2 separate regions of the Danio rerio genome follow, and region 1 is linked to region 2. A link is a contact called in public Hi-C data. All regions are on one chromosome and are shown on one strand. Each heading gives the region's core, a stretch centred on a gene start, on an enhancer-like site or on the middle of the called end of the contact. The rest is flanking DNA. Distances are from core to core; before and after follow the strand shown. Region 1 has its middle 36 kb from the start of hoxa1a. Region 2 holds the start of hoxa4a (homeobox A4a).

Region 1 (4,184 bases), core at 352-2,851, 55 kb before region 2:
CTTTTTATTAATAACTCAACCAGTTGGGTTACATATTTGGTGCTTTGTTGGGTTATTTTTATAACCTTTATTAGGTTATTAATTTAATAATTAGTTAACCAGTTGGGTTAAAATTTTTAAATTTCATCAGTCAAATGATTTAACTGACCCAGAACAGCTGTATTAATATGCATTCATAATGTTGTTTTTGAGTTATAAAGTTTATATCAGCTCTAATGCATCAATATTGTTGTTATTTTTTTTATCAAATTATCCTTTCTGTGTTGTGTTTTTTATATGTATTTCACCAGCACTTAATTGTTGATGATACAAAAGCGCACTTCATAGCCGATCTATATAAACGGATAAAAACGCTTTTATCTGTCTGGAACTTAAAATGTAATGGAAATTAAGCATTTTTAATTTTTTTGAAAACTGTATGTATTATAGCCATAATTATTAAATGAATAGTAGTACTAGTAGCAATAGTAATATCAGAAGGGAAAAAAATTAATAATAAAAAAGCTATTTATTGGGTTAAATTATATAACCCAATGCATTGGGTTAAAATAAACCATAGCTGGGATTGTGCTATAATGACCTATAGTTGGGTTATATTTTGGGGTATTTTTAACCCAATTATTTTAACCGAGTAGAAGAGACCAACTAAATTATCAAGATTTTTAGACTGTTGAAGTCATGAAAAATCATGCCCGAGCAATGCAAGCCACTCCATACAAGAGGCATCTTGAAGCTGTCATTACCAAAAAAGCATTTTACATAGTATTAAATGTGTTTCATTAGTTCAGTCTCTTCTACCTGTATCACTCCATTATTGTTGTTCTATACTTATTTTACCCACTGTGTGTGTGTGTGTGTGTGTGTGTGTGTGTGTGTGTGTGTGTGTGTGTGTGTGTGTGTGTGTGTGTGTGTGTGTGTGTGTGTGTGTGTGTGTGTGTGTGTGTGTGTTGAATGAATGAACATTCATTCATTTAAATAATTTTACAAAAAAAAAAAAAAAAAAAAAAAACAATGATGAGGTGTCTATGGTCTTTGCAATTAAAAATGTAGGTCATTTCCATTGAGATGGGTGAATAGCACCTTTTGGTTCATTGTCTTATGTGAACATTTATTATTTTCAATCGATTTCAACACAACACTATGATACTAATGCTCTGTCTGCTATTGGCATGGAATAATACATGGTCCATAAACATGGACTTAACTCATTCTTGATTATCAAATTATCATAATTTGTCATTTTCCGTGTATTCAAAGTGCAAACAAACAAAACCCTATCGAACAAAGTTAAAGTTTGACTTGGTATACCTACAACCTCAAAAATGAAACATCACATAATGCACATTAATTGTTACAGACTACAGAGTAAGAATGTAAAAACAAAGTTTAGATAAAAATGTCAAATATAACCATATAATCCAAGTTAAAATGAGATAAAATTATAAATAGACAGAATTGTACATACATAATTTATTTTCTTTAAATGTTCTTATGTTTGTCAATGTGCTAGGGGAGAAGATTTCTATAGCAACGACCAATCAATCACAGCAGGGATGAGGGTTTGACTGGGGTTTGACCCCGGAGTGAACCTGGTGGAGTGGGATGCCTTCAAAACACAAGTCTGACACATCACAGTATGCACCAACATGTGTGTTTAACAGACCAGCTGGTATAGGGGAGAGAATATAAACTAAAAAATTCACTCTGCTCTTTTACAACCTCTGTGTGTTTTTGGACTTGAGAAATTTCAGTTTTATGTCTTACCAATAAAAAGACCATGATATTTAAAGGGTGTATATTTATTGGGGCTTTTTGAATTCAATCAGTTAAACTCTATCAACATAATATAATATAATATAATATAATATAATATAATATAATATAATATAATATAATATAAAATAATATAATATAATATAATATAACATAATATAACATAAAATAATATAATATAATATAATATAATATAATATAATATAATATAATATAATATAATATAATATAAAATAATATAATATAATATAATATAATATAATATAAAATAATATAATATAATAATTATAATATAATATAATATAATATAATATAAAATAATATAATATAAAATAATATAATATAATATAACATAACATAATATAATATAATATAATATAATATAATATAATATAATATAAAATAATATAATATAATATAATATAATATAATATAAAATATATAATATAATATAATATAATATAAAATAATATAATATAATATAATATAATATAATATAATATAATATAATATAATATAATATAATATACATTAGGCTGTAGCAGTTCTACAGTTGTCTCTCTTTGTCACTCTCTTTCTCACTCTCTTTCTCTCTCTCTCCCTCTCTCTCTGTCTCTGTCTCTCAACATCCCATTCTGAGGTGATCAAGGTGTCTACCTCTATAAAGCCAATATCAAATATTGCTTTTAGAAGCAACAAAAAATATTATGGGTGAAAGGATGTTTGTTGATAAGATTGAACTTGTAGATACCTGTGACTTAGATGTCTGTTAACATTAGCAGCACTTGACGTGTGCGCGTTTTATGTGGAGCATAAAATACAGATGCTTCATTTACAAAGTACACATTCCAGCATGTTCAATGAATCTCTGCCGTTATTATGTATTGTCAACACAAGGGGCAGTAGTGCTCTCCTATGGAGCTCTCTGCAAGTCTGATGTATTTTCGAGAGTATATTATTCTGAATGTTTATATGCAGAATTAAAGAGAATATATATATATATATATATATATATATATATATATATATATATATATATATATATATATATATATATATATATATATATATATATATATATAATGTGTGTGTGTGTGTGTGGGCAGAGTAATACACTAACGGTAAAGAGGCTGTACGGGTGCTGATATTACTTAAATAAATATATCACGACTATCAGCCAATCAGATTCGAGAACCAGACAGAACTGTTGTATAAATATATATATTCTCCCTGCGTTCACGTGGGTTTCCTCCGGGTGCTCCGGTTTCCCCCACAGTCCAAAGACATGCGGTACATGTGAAATGGGTAGGCTAAATTGTCCGTAGTGTATGTGTGTGAGTGTGGATGTTTCTCAGAGATAGGTTGCGGCTGATAGGGCATTCGCTGCGAAAAAACGTGCTGGATAAGTTGGCGGTTTATTCCGCTGTAACGACCAAGGATTAATAAAGGGACTAAGTCGAAAAGAAAATGAAGGAATGAATTTTAATTTAAATTTCTTGTTCATTTTAAACTGCAAACAACTCACTTTTGTTGAGCGAACTAATGCTACCTTATACAACTCAAGAGTTTAATTTATTTGAACAATACTCTATTTTATTTTGGCAAAAATATACAAACCAATTGCCTTTAAGTGACTTAATATCCAGTAAAATATATGCTTCAATTATATACTAGCAATAGTACAAAGATTATTATAACAAAACAAATAGTCTACCACTCCATCAACAGTTGATGTTGTTGTTTTTTAAATAACACAATATATAAACTTAATTGTGTATGCCTGGGTCTCCTTATATTAATCCTTTGCAAATACACAAAAATAACAATACATTTCCACGTTTTTTAGATTTAAAAAAAATAACTGGCTGTGTAAAAAAAAAACTGGAAACTAGCTTGACAAACTGATACTCATACAAATAAATTTGTATTAACTAGGAATTTTACACAATAGTACTCAAATAGCAGAGATTATTAGATGTTTACAATGAAATTCAACAAATAATTATACATCAGGTAAAGTACAATAAACGCATAGGACTTTGATAAGATTTTGTACAAATAAATGGTACCATTTTATTTTTATGGTCCATTTGAGTATTAGAAGACTGTCTATTTAGTATTTGTTGATAATGCTGCTAAACAGACATTTAACTGACTATAAGAAACTTTGCAAATCCATGTCAAATTACACTAACCCCAACTCTAACCCCAACGTAGCAGTATACTTATAATATAATGAGAACTAGTTTGCATGTAGATGCAATTTAACTTTAATTCAACAAACGGACCATCAAAATAAAGTGTTACCAAATAAACTTATTGTAATGAAAATCTCATCAAAATGTTGGCAAATGTTCTGAGAATGTTTTTGTTAACTGCAGGTTATGCTAGTTTGATTGGGCTTTATGTTA
Region 2 (4,173 bases), core at 1,045-3,544:
GATTTGGAGCAACTTTTAAAATCTAACAATAAACTACCCTGTTGAATACTGAAAAATGAAGCAATTGGGCGGTGCAAACTACGTCGATTTGTACAAAAATTATTCTTGAAATAATAAGTGGACCAGAATTAGACAACTACGTTAGCGTCAAAAGACACTTCAATCATTATGCGCATTATTATTTGTCAACAGAGCCAAAACGTTAGTATTGCGAATTTATATTCCTATGTATATATATATATATATATATATATATATATATATATATATATACTTTACAATTTGACTTGTAAAGTGCACATTTTCCGTAAACTCGTATAATGTGGCAATCAAATAAGCAATACTGTACACAATTAGTCAAAACTTAGGTAAAACGTAGTCTGTGCATTTAAAGACTTTCTTAAAGATCAAAATAACTATTAAACTGCTATCAAGCTTCAGGAAATAGCCAAATAACAAAATTCATCTTGGTCACATGAATTAACTTGAAATATAATTCACAATAAAGTCATATTTATTTTTCACGATTAGCCTACAATTACTTGCACACAGGCTTACTAAAACTTGACATCTTTTACCAATATACAAATGACCAAATACACGAATATTCACAGCTTTGATGACGTAAATACACTTAATAACACTCTAAAATGCGGTTCTAAGACAAATGAGATAACTACTTCAGGAAGATTATTCCTATATTATTGTGCCTTCATGTTAAAACTTCGGTTTGTACACGCGTCACTATAGCGTTGATTCCCACAAACAAGACTAAGTGACTCGGTTAACGACAGAAAACAAAACGAGCCATTGTCCAAGTTAAAGTACATTCTACTATTGTTCCTTTAAGGGAGGCAATTCTATTTTACAGGAAGAATGGGATTTCCAAACTACAATGGAGGAAGAGGTTGTGAATGCGAAGTTAGGTTGCCACTTTGGGCATTTAATAAAAAGTAACCCTGTGAAGTTCCGATCCAAATACTGCTAAGTGTTCTTCTTTCTTGTTCAGTTCCGTTTGTGCCGATTTGCTTCTAGCACTATAGGTTAGAGGAACACGGCGTAGGAAGCAGCGTTTGCTGCTGCTGAGTGGCGTCCGTTTTCACGTGATGGTTGGAGGGTGCAGAGCTCGAGGAGCGGATCTTTGTATTGGGCAGCTTGTGGTCTTTCTTCCACTTCATGCGGCGGTTCTGAAACCAGATTTTCACCTGACGCTCAGAAAGACACATAGTGTGCGCTATCTCCACACGTCGACGTCGAGTCAGGTATCGGTTAAAATGGAACTCTTTTTCAAGCTCAAGAGCCTGCTGGCGCGTGTAGGCGGTGCGAGACCTCTTGGGCACTCCTCCAGAGTAGCTGGCGGTCACTAAACACACAAACACATAACCAAGCAGGTGTTATTGACAATCTCAGGTATTAGTGAGATGTCAGATAATTAGCACACTTATAAAATAATTGTAGAGCCCTAAACGAGTAGAGTAAGAAACAATGTATCACTCTCTGTCGATGATTCCCTCTTCCACGATCTTTAAATCATTTGGTAACATTGCAACATGCGTCAATGCCTATGGGAAAATTGCTCAATTAAAAGGCCTATTTAGTGTGATCTCGTTTAAGAACAATTTTTTTGTCATACAAACAAATAGCAAATGGTCCGGGCGGACCTTCAAGGAAAATAAAATTTGCGAAAACTCCCAATCACCGGGATTTCATCTCGACGGCAGTAAATCCTCTAAATGAGCAATTACAACTGGGTTTCCTACATGCTTTCCGAAGAACGCCCTCCACAGGGCTTCTAGAGCTTTTATTGCTCGTGTACATTACTTACCGGTATTAACATGGACTTTTTTCATCCAGGGGTACACCACTGGTTCTTTACTCTTCTGTGAGCCCGGGAGAGCGTCTGACACGAGGCTACAGTCCTTGTTTCCATCCGAACCCACACAGCTTTCTGTGGTGAGGCGGGGTCCATGATTCTGCGAAACGGATTGAGGTTGCGCGTGATGACGGTCGCTGAAATCGTTGAGATCGTTGGTTGACACATTACCGTAATCATAGCTCTGCTCTTGGTAGTTTGATCGCGGGTATGATGCCTCCTCGTGATGGGGGAAGCCCGGGTCTTTCGGCCGTTCATAATAATCAGAGGATACGGGCATGTATCCGTTCTGGTGATATTCCTCGCAGGGTGGGAAAGAAGGTTCGATGTAATTTGAATTGATCAAGTAGGAACTCATGATCATTAATTTGAAAAAGTGCAACAATTCTAATTTTTATGGTGCTGTCGTATTCTGATCTCTCCAAAACCCACCTACTCCTCTGTCAAATGTACAAAGTTGCTCGGTCACGTGAGAAATGCGACCAATCAGCGCCTCCTGTGGGCATCGTGTAAACAAGCACCAATGGCAAGCCAGGCACCAGCACAGCAAAAAATGTGTTCGAAAGGTCTGTACGTCGTTTTTGTTATCAAATAAAACATATCAGAAATGAATTCAATACAGTTATCAACTGCATCATACGGAAAACAAAACTGGCTAAATGTAGACAATGTGAAATGTTACACATTGATAAATAATTGAGTTTAACAAGACATAATTTATCACGAAAGCATCCCATTGGACTGTTAATGCCCTTTCTAATGATAAATGTGCTAAAAATCTCGTTTGTTGGGTACAACGACCCGAGGTCTTGTACCTTTCAGGGACGTCCCAGTTTCTCCCAGTTGCCCGCGACCACTTTCACAAAAGCAATTCTTTCTCTGTACTTACACTATGCACCTGCTAACGAGTAGCAAAGCAACGTTTTTCAAACAAGCAACAACATTACCATCATACGTTTTTTGTTATAACCTATAACAGTCATGATTGAAAAAATACGTAAGTTTGGGGTCCAGCCATTTACATCGTAAACTGTTTGCGGAATCTCATTATTAGACGATCTGCCCAGCAGTCAAAAGTACCAAAAGCATCCACCATGAGCGGTTATATTCTATTGTAGTCTATCATAGATCTTCATTCAAAGCAAGGAATTAAAAATAGTCTAAATAAAGAAATGTGGTATTCCTTACTGCCTCAATGTAGACAAAATGTGCTGCCACAGGCCTATATCAATAAAAAAAAACTGTCCAGTTAAACTGAAGTGAACATACTGTAAAGACATTTCATGTTCTGTTCTGTAAAGAGTACTCCATTTCGGCTTCTACTCTAAACAAATAAAATGACAACAAATTAACCTCGACTTTGCTTCAGGACCTTAGCCACCATATTTGCGAGCAGCCACAGCTTGTGTATATATATATATATATATATATATATATATATATATATATATATATATATATATATATATATATATATATATATATATATATATATAGATATAGGCTATATATATATATATATATATATATATATATATATATATATATATATATATATATATATATATATATATATATATATATATATATATATATATATATATAATGGCGATAAGGTGATCTAAAAATCGCTAAAAATAACAAAATAATAATGAGAGTAATGGTCATAAACATCTCTAATAAACATCAATCTCAATATAATAAACAATAATAAAACGGCAAAAATTGTATCACCTACATCTCGTTTTCTGTAAAATGAGCTACAAAAAAAAAAAAAAACAATTTCAACCATTTCTATATTTGTAATAGATTTGTTGAATTGTCACGATTAATTCAACTCTAAAATATAACTCAAAAGCCCTACCTTGTGTTACTGAACAAAATATCGCCAATTTTGCAGCTGATAGACTACGCCAGGTTCCCTGCCTAGATAAAGATGCATTCCTCTTGTGACAGGTAGTTTCTAAGTTCTTTTTCCTCAGGATTTCCATATCGTGAATCCAGAAATCTGAGTGAATCTGAGCTGAAAACTCATGTTTAAATATCCACGTCAGCTTGATATTCATGTTAACTAAACTGTGCGCCACGTGCTGTTCCTCATCTATAGAACAGCTCTGTCTACCTTTCTTTAATAGCTGTACAGAGATAACTTCGGTTTGACCTCTTAGTGACTCAGTGTCCATTTCGCCGCTTATTAATCTTGTTCATTGACAGTCTTTGTTAAACAACAAGGCGTGCCCTCTGAAAATGTGACATTTTCATATTTGTTAGACGAGGTGACCTTGCATTTACCCCGGCCT

The links. A called contact is a pair of places that touch in the nucleus more often than the background predicts.
Region 1: a contact with region 2 is called in a Hi-C map of an unstated tissue, with 2.8 times the contacts expected there. The contact joins the enhancer-like site here to the promoter of hoxa4a in region 2. A contact is called at or near these places in 2 of 18 Hi-C or Micro-C datasets (caudal fin and an unstated tissue).

What each region holds. Positions count from the first base shown.
Region 1 is chr19:22,079,393-22,083,576 of GRCz12tu, reverse strand. It overlaps a transcript of evx1 not described here. Among named protein-coding and RNA genes, the nearest start is that of hoxa1a, 36 kb to the right of the region's middle. Within about 2 kb of position 1,601, at least 5 of the 62 cell types and tissues checked have an H3K27ac peak or open chromatin away from gene starts, as enhancers often do.
Region 2 is chr19:22,025,251-22,029,423 of GRCz12tu, reverse strand. It overlaps hoxa4a (homeobox A4a), which reads right to left and starts at 2,294. Exons shown (of 2, transcript NM_131535.1): 1 at 1,826-2,294; 2 at 497-1,363. The coding sequence starts at 2,237. The coding sequence ends at 1,038. All of the region lies in intron 1 of hoxa3a (homeobox A3a), which reads right to left. It also overlaps a transcript of evx1 not described here.